Linked DNA regions of Columba livia: region 2 is linked to region 1. A link is a contact called in public Hi-C data. All regions are on one chromosome and are shown on one strand. The core of a region is the stretch at or near the end of the contact, and the rest is flanking DNA. Distances in the headings are between cores, read along the strand shown.

Region 1 (3,974 bases), core at 1,009-3,508:
AGGACATTTTTTGTGTAATATATTTAGTTTCTTATGGTTTCTGCAGAAGCTGGTAAATTAGCACATATATGGTATCAGATGTCAGTAAGCAACATACATTATCCTAGCATGTGCTAGGAAATTAGTACACATTTGGCAACTATTTATTAGCATTTCAAACTCCTAATTACTATGATAACTAGTGATTACTATGATAACTAGTCATTATTAATAAGGCTAGGAATCCTTACATACACTGTTGTTTGGTGACAAAGACCATGGGCCTACTCCATATAAGGATCTGCTTCTTTCCTGAAATAACCAGGATTGAGTTTCTGTATGAACACGGCAGCTTTGCATGTTCTGAAAGCACTTTTTTGAACGACTTGAGTGGCTACATATTATTTCGATTTCTTCTGCATTCAAAGCAAGTAGCAAACAAAGTTGGAGCAGTCTTACAAAACACTACCAGGCCTTTTGTTCTGAACAGTTTGGTTTATTTATCTGGAACAACAATACCTATGGAAATGGGGGCAGAGGCTGAATTTCTGTGTGACAGACTTGCTGCTGTCAGAGGCACTGTCTGTGGCAATATTTCTCTCCTCCTTCCCCACCAGAGTTACTCTCATTGCCACCTCCAGTATCCTGTACTTCTGTTTTTAAAAGGTTGGCCTAAGCAGAAGTCAGCAAGGTACAGAAAAACTATGGTGTGATATTAGCAGCACATGTTTTTTTTCTGTTCACCAGCTGTGTCCTAATGTAAAGGATCACCTGTGGTATTGTAGTTTCACATCTTCCTTTTTCAGTCTTTGGTGTAACTTCTCAAACACCTGGCCAGGAGGTCTGTTCTAGGGGCATGGTTGGGGAATGAAACTGATAGGAGCTGGACTGAAAGATTAAATGTGTGGACAGTTTCTGAGGATTAGCAAGATCATAGCAACACTTTGTGTATGTGCTCTTAATCAGAAAAACTGTTAGGTAATTTGTTTTAGCCTATTTTCATTGAAATTCCTTAGTACAAGCTGCTATATAGACTAAATAGCCCTGTTTATTTGTCAGACTAATACTGCACTGATGTGTCTGTCTTGATTCTGGTATTTGAATTAGTGCTTTTGCAGGCAGCTCAGGTAGCTCACCTCAGGTTTGATTAGTGTGATGCAGATGTACCCGTTACACCATTTACCAGAGCTGCACTGGGCCACCCCAGCACATGGAGTAGGCAGTTGCAGTTCTTCCTCACGTATTAGAGGTCAGGTCAATGTTGATCCAAATCAGCCATAGCCAACAGCTAGGTATACTAAAAAATGTAGTGTGTTACTTGGCAGTATCGAGGTTGGAGCTAAAACAGGTTGTAAGATTTCTTTTTCTTTGCTAAACAAAACTTCTTTTTTTCTTTTTCTTTTTTTTTTTTTTTGCAGCTGAGATGTATATGCAGTTGTCTCTTCACTTTACTAAAAGTAGCCTTCAGCAAAAGGGCTTAAAATCTTGAAAACACATTAAAGACATTAAGGTAGTGGGAAGTGTGTTTTCTTCTTTTATAGGTATATCTTTTGGTCAGTGCTTTAATGCCATGATTGATGAAAATGTTGTCTGTGGCTGACATCTGGGATTATTAATGGATGTAGAATCAAATTTCTTTGGCATTAGAGGAAAAGGGTGATCTGTGTCTCACTAGATAAAATGTTGAAATGGTAATGGAACTTCAGTTTAATTTTAGGTATTACATTTTAAACCTGTCAGGCTACTAAACAATGCTTATTGCTCCTATTGCTTAGGTCTGTGTTACTTATGAAAATGTGTGAGTAATGGATAGAAACAAGAGCTTTGAATTCTATGGCTAGAATCTGAAGCTTTGTTATGTGCAAAATTCTAAGCGAAGCCAAAAGGATGTCAAATTAAAAGCAAACAGGCAAGTTCAGAGGGTGGCACTTTGTTACGTTTTACAGCACTCCATGAGTTAAAAGTAGAGCACTGCACAAGGCTGCTATTGTGGGAAGCCAACTCAAGGATTTTTCATGCTGTAAGACAAAGGGTTCCCTTAGCTAAAAATAATCTTTTCTTTCCTCCTGCTCCTAAGCTTTTTCCTCCAGGGAGCAGACTGATTATGCTGGGTGTATGTGTTCAGTGCATTGCGGGAGTTGCTGAGATTTATGACGTCACGGCTCTAAGCCTTCCTCTTTTGCCACAAGGTCTGCACACGTAGCTGTTGCCCTTTGTGTCTTGCTAAAACACCACTTTGATGTACTAATGTGCTTTTTACCTGTGCAGAAGACAGCATTTGCCGTTGTAGGTCAGTAAATTTGCAAAGGGAAAGCACGGATAAAGACAGGGTGCTTTTTTGTTGTTGTTAGACAAAGCTTTCCCTTGATTTTTAGGGCTTGCTAATCAAACAAAACAAAACACACACCTCATCAAGATTTTACACGGTTCACTTGTCAGGCAGAAGTGTGCCTGGAATCCATTTCCAGTGGAGGTCAAAGATCAGAAGTGCTGAGGCAGCCGAGGGAATGATTCCCCTGTGACACTTTTGCTGTGTTTTGATGAAAGTGAAAGCCATGTGGCACATGGATGAAAAAGCAAACAGATTTTTTTTTCTTTTCCTGTGGCAGTGCTGAATTTTGAAGCTAAGCACAGCAGGTAGGAAGAGTCTAATATTTGAAAAGCACTGGTACATTGAGACACCAAAGCACTTAGCTCTGTCTTTTTAACCCCTTGCTACATTTCTTACACAGAACTGGTTTTTAAATATTCAAAGTACAGTGGTTTTTGTTTTGTTTTGTTTTTTTTCTCCTAAGAGCCCGGGTCTTTTTCTTAATTAATCCTGCACTGGGAGCAGGATAATTGCGTATGTAATACATGGGAGATCAAAATGTGGCAAATGATATGTATAATATCTTACTGGAAGAAGGATAATACCCCAGAAAAAATGGCCATGTTAAGTATAATATGTGAGTGATATATTTTTGAGCATTACCTAAAGATGGGACTAAAAGCCAAGGTTGTATTTCATTTGCTATAGCTTTTTGACTGTGCCAGAAACAATGTCTTGTTCATATATTTGGTTATACAATTCTATTCTCTTGACAGAATATTTCCTTTCAATGGGTAGCAAACCTCTGACTTCTGACTCCTTTGACTGTTATATAGTGTTGATTCCATTATATTGCCACATTTTGGGGGTCATTTAATGCAAATGCTTCCATCTCTTCTAGGTGCAGCTTTTTGTTATGCATTTTTCTGAAGCTTGATGAACATGCAATTTTTATAAGATAATAAATAACAATACTGCAAAAGCCACCTAGAAAAAAAAACTATCAAGAGATTTTATGACTCAGGGGATCAGTAATGGAATACAGAGTTTTTCACCTCTAGGGCACTGATTCAAATATAACCTAGGTCATTAGTGAGCAAAAATCATTACCAGCAGCTGTTCAGTGACCTACAGAATGTGAAATGAGTTTGTGGTCTCAATACAGTTTCTACTACGTGTATACAGATAACAGAAAAATCACAGTCCACGTTGGCCTCCTTGTTGCCATTCTCACTGGAGAAACTAAAATCCGAACAGATGCACAGAGTGACTAAATGGCTCTCACATTTGTGCGTATGAAAAGCATTTGGCTGATATAAGGAAGGAGAGAAATCCCATTGACAGTGTGCTTAAGAAAATGTACAGCTGACAGTTATTGATTGAAAATCCTCTCTCTTCTAATAAGGATGGATTCCCTTTCAAGTGACTGCTCCTGTGGACATCTGAAGGTCTTGAATCAGGCTTGTGGTAATTTCATTGTCGTTAACATATTATGCCGCCAACGAAGCAAAGAATCGTGGGTTGAAATAACAAAGCATTAGGATTGCCAAGATATGAATTTCAGTTTCTTAAAGTTTAGGTGGGGATTGTGCAGCAGCACAAACAATGTGGGTGGAAAAATGTTGTGGGTGGTGGGAGGGATTTCATGGCAGCTCTTTCCACATGACTGAATTAGTTATTGCCT
Region 2 (3,974 bases), core at 558-3,057, 260 kb before region 1:
GCGCCTCTTCTCTTCATGCCCAGGGAGCTGGGATGGAAAAGCAAAGATAAATTCTCTGAATCAAGAGGAAGTTGCTCAGCTTCAAAGGTGCTCTGACATAGGCTGTGCTTTCCTTGGTCTAGACTTCCTCTACAGGAGAAAATAGGCAAGTTGTAAACATGCCTATTTTTGCTCTCTGTGCTAGGAGCATCAGTTGGCTCTGTTTTGCCTAAAGGAGCCTGCTGTTTGATATTAGAGGATGTTAGCCTAATCAAAAATACGAGGTACTGTCCCTTTTTTAGGGGGGTAGGGGGGATGTGTGTGTGTGTGTGTGTGTAAATCAGTAATAGTAACGCTTCAGCATAGGACATTAGAACTCTGGGAACTCCAGAGTATATTCCTGGACCTACCTCTGGCTCAATGTAAAACTCTGCAGAAGAGTTACTTTCCTTCACAGCTGAGGATTAACCAGAGAATTGTGTTCCAGTAATCAGCTGCTCTGGCTCCACAGTGCTGGATTGCCTCCCAGTTTTACATGATTGTGCTTCAAACAGGGTGTGCAGACACAAGAAGTGTTCTTGGGTCACATTTATTTTCAGCTGAGATTTGTCCTTGCATACTGAAACGCTCTGGAGCAGGTTGCTGCTGGCCTAATTGGGTAAGTGGTCCATATACACCCCAAGGGCATTGGTGCCCTTCTGAAATACCTTGTGCTGCTGGTGTTCTGGGAATTATGAGATAAATATTGAATGGCCATGGAGCAGAACTGAACTGTTTTGGTACATGAACCAGATTTTAAAAGTAATTACCAAACACTAAAACCACGAGAAGTTGATGTAATGTCTCAATCAGCCCCATTGGTTAAATAAGATTAATTTGCTATATAGAACTCATTTAGGTTCAAGGTTCTGATGTTAACAAAAATGCTTCCTGTAAAGCATAAGCTCATTACTGAGAAAAATGAAGAGTATAATTAAAATTATTTCAGAAGCTGAAACTATGACTGAATGCCATTATGACTCAGGCCAGTGGTGTCAAGTGGTTTATGGAAGCTTTTAGGACAGTGGCGATCTTTTTTATTCTGTATTTGTACAATATCTAATACAATAGGCTTTTCCTGCCTGTGGGACTTTTATCATTGCAATTTATCTTCATTACTGGGGGAAAAAAAAAAAAGAGGAAAAAAGAAAGAAAGAAAATGACAGTCTTCCTTCAATGTTTGTAAAATATATGACAAATATTAGGAATACTTTTTTTAAAAAAGAAAATCTTTGTTTTTCCCTTTTCAAGTATGGAAATAGTGTTAATTGGAATAATTTCCATTCATGCAAGGAATATCTATATATGAGGTACCTAAGAAAAAATTATATGGCTTTATTACCAAAGGGCATATTCAACAAAATATATCTCTTCATTTTCTGTACCACTTGCTTGGGGCTGGAAAAATTGCTGTAATATCAGCTGCATCTTCACTGTGATGTGACTGCTATTATAGTAAGCAATATTAACCTGAAGAACTTGATGACTGACTTGAGAAGAAACTAGTGATAATTTAAATAAGATTTTAATATTTTCTTGACTGTGAAGGACTGCACTGATTAAAATGTCCATGCAAAAGCAATATACAAACTAAACTGGGCTCAATTCTGCCAGATCTTTCTCATTTAGCAAAACAGAACTAAAGGAGACAACTTAATTTCTTTCTCAGTTTAAGGTTTGGCAAAGTATTCATGTAGGATGAAGCTACTTCTGTGGTCTTATTTTTATTGTAAATATTAATACACATTATAAAAATGAATACATTAATACTGTTTCTTAAGTGTTTTCATTGTGCTTGTTAACATGTTATCGTTTCAATTATTGCCATATGTAATGAAAAAATTTTGCTTCTTAAGGCGATATTCCATATGAAAACACAGGTAAACCTCACTTGTTTTGTATGGATATTTGAAATCAGAATCTCTTAAAATCTCTTGGGCCAAATTTACTTTGCAATAAGTGGGCATAACTGCCTTGATATCAGTGATGTCAGCCTTGGTAACTAAGCCTAGCAGAAAAAAGACGTAAGAAGAGAAATTCTAATGAATGACAGAGAGGCAATACCGCGACCCTTTCCTCTTACACGCCTGCAGTTGTTTTCTCCTCTAATGCTTTTGAAATTCCCTACTTACGTGTTTTTGAGGTGTGCCTTACTGACACAGCTGGAGCCTGTTACCCCCAGGTACGACTCTGAGCCCACATGCACGAGCTCTGCCAAGCCCACGCTGGTCTGCGCGGGGCCAGATCGCATCTCTCGGCATTAAGTAAAGCACCCTGGAAGCTGCTTTAACCTACATGAGGAGCATAGCAAAGATAAGGCAAAGAAGTCACACTGGTAGGCGTTTTGGCTTGGTTTATATTGCAGCCTGATCTATTTTGTCAGCCCCACAGGAGAATGACAGTCTAGCAAGAGCCGGGAGAGCAGCTCTGGCTTGGTCTCAGAGGTGGCAGCCACCAGGGTGCCCGGCTTAGCTGAGACACAAGCCCAGCCTGCCCCAGGCTGGGAACCAGGGCCCAGCAGTGCAGCTCCCTGCACCAGCAGCTGCTGGGAAGGAAGAGCACGGGAACTCACACAGGATTAACACTGTTTTTCAAGCTAGGCTTAGCGTTTAAAAAGCTTGGCAATGACTGGGCCGGTTTAAGATAGCATGGAATAAAAGGAACATGATGACCCCAGGTGTCCTCCCTGCTCTCCAGCAGTCTGAGGCTTGGATAGAAGCAGAGTCTGTAACTTTTAAATGGAAATCATAACGAAAATTCTCCTGGCTTTTCCAGAGGTGCCACAGCTTCCATAACTCTTTTTTAGGGCATTATATCTTATTTTAGTATATAACAATACATGGCAGATTATCTCGTAATTTAATGTATTCCTCTGTATTTATTAATCAAACAACATCAGCCTCATTGTCTATTGCATGAGCTTTGGTAAGTGGCCTAAAATTAACTACCTTTGACTTCTTTGCTTCATGAACCAAGTAATTATCACTATGTGGACAAAAAAAAAAAGACAAAAAGCAACTTTTTAACCTTCTTTATGTTAAACGTGCCAGGGCAGCCCAGCCAGGGACAGAAACACCATTGGTGACCCCATGCCACGCACACTCACCCTGGTGCGCTATGGTGCACCTCTGCTGCCAAAGATGATGGGCCCAGCCATAAAGCTAAAACAACCCCTTAGTTCTGAAAAGCATTTCTTCCATACAATTTCTAGTTTAAATTGTGACCAAAATGAATGGCTCATATGATCAAGCAGTGTGTCCTTAATTTACTATATTGCTAATATCGTAAATAGGAATGGAAACGCAGGGCCCCATGAGCCTTGAAAGCTTACAGTCTTGATAATTTACTTTTTTTGAAGCTGTTTACTTCCTATTGCACTCAAATCAACCTAATTATCTACCAAGTCATTTTTCAAATGTTAATTAATTTTAAAAATTTGGAGTCATTTGGCAACAAATCTCTCCTTGCTGTACCTGGATACCCTTAATTGATTTTGGGTGGAGAAAGAATACAGTTAAACGCAAGACAATCTAATTTCAGACAAAAATCAATTGTATTTTTATCATGTACGCATTCAGGCTGAATAGCAATTTAAAGTCTTTGAAACGTTTTCGTACACTTACTTAAAGAAAACGTTATCAATTTACATTAAAATTAAATACTGTGTTTTTAATTTTTTTGAGCTATTGAAAAGTCCAGAGTGGAATTTTCTGAAAGATGCAGAGATTGCCTGTAGTTTCCATAAAGACACAGGTCTGGCAGTAAAATCTTTGTTAATTTTTGGTTGCATTTTCCTAGACTCTTATTTTAGCACTGTATGTGGACGGAAATGTCAGGCAAACAACTTAGACCAATACTTTGAAATGTTAAAATTTAAATAGCCAAAAGCAATTATGAGAAGTATATAATCCATAAAACTGTCTTTACAATTAGTAGAGATCATGGAACACTACTCA

Evidence for each region. A called contact is a pair of places that touch in the nucleus more often than the background predicts.
Region 2: a Hi-C map of crop shows a contact between it and region 1, with 2.9 times the contacts expected there. The contact joins the promoter of NUBPL here to the enhancer-like site in region 1. A contact is called at or near these places in 2 of 2 Hi-C or Micro-C datasets (crop and liver).

The regions. Positions count from the first base shown.
Region 1 is chr5:29,367,940-29,371,913 of bColLiv1.pat.W.v2, reverse strand. No RefSeq gene overlaps it. Among named protein-coding and RNA genes, the nearest start is that of AKAP6, 26 kb to the right of the region's middle. Within about 2 kb of position 2,258, at least 2 of the 3 cell types and tissues checked have an H3K27ac peak away from gene starts, as active enhancers do.
Region 2 is chr5:29,625,568-29,629,541 of bColLiv1.pat.W.v2, reverse strand. NUBPL (NUBP iron-sulfur cluster assembly factor, mitochondrial) reads left to right here and starts at 1,807. Exons shown (of 11, transcript XM_065064109.1): 1 at 1,807-3,974.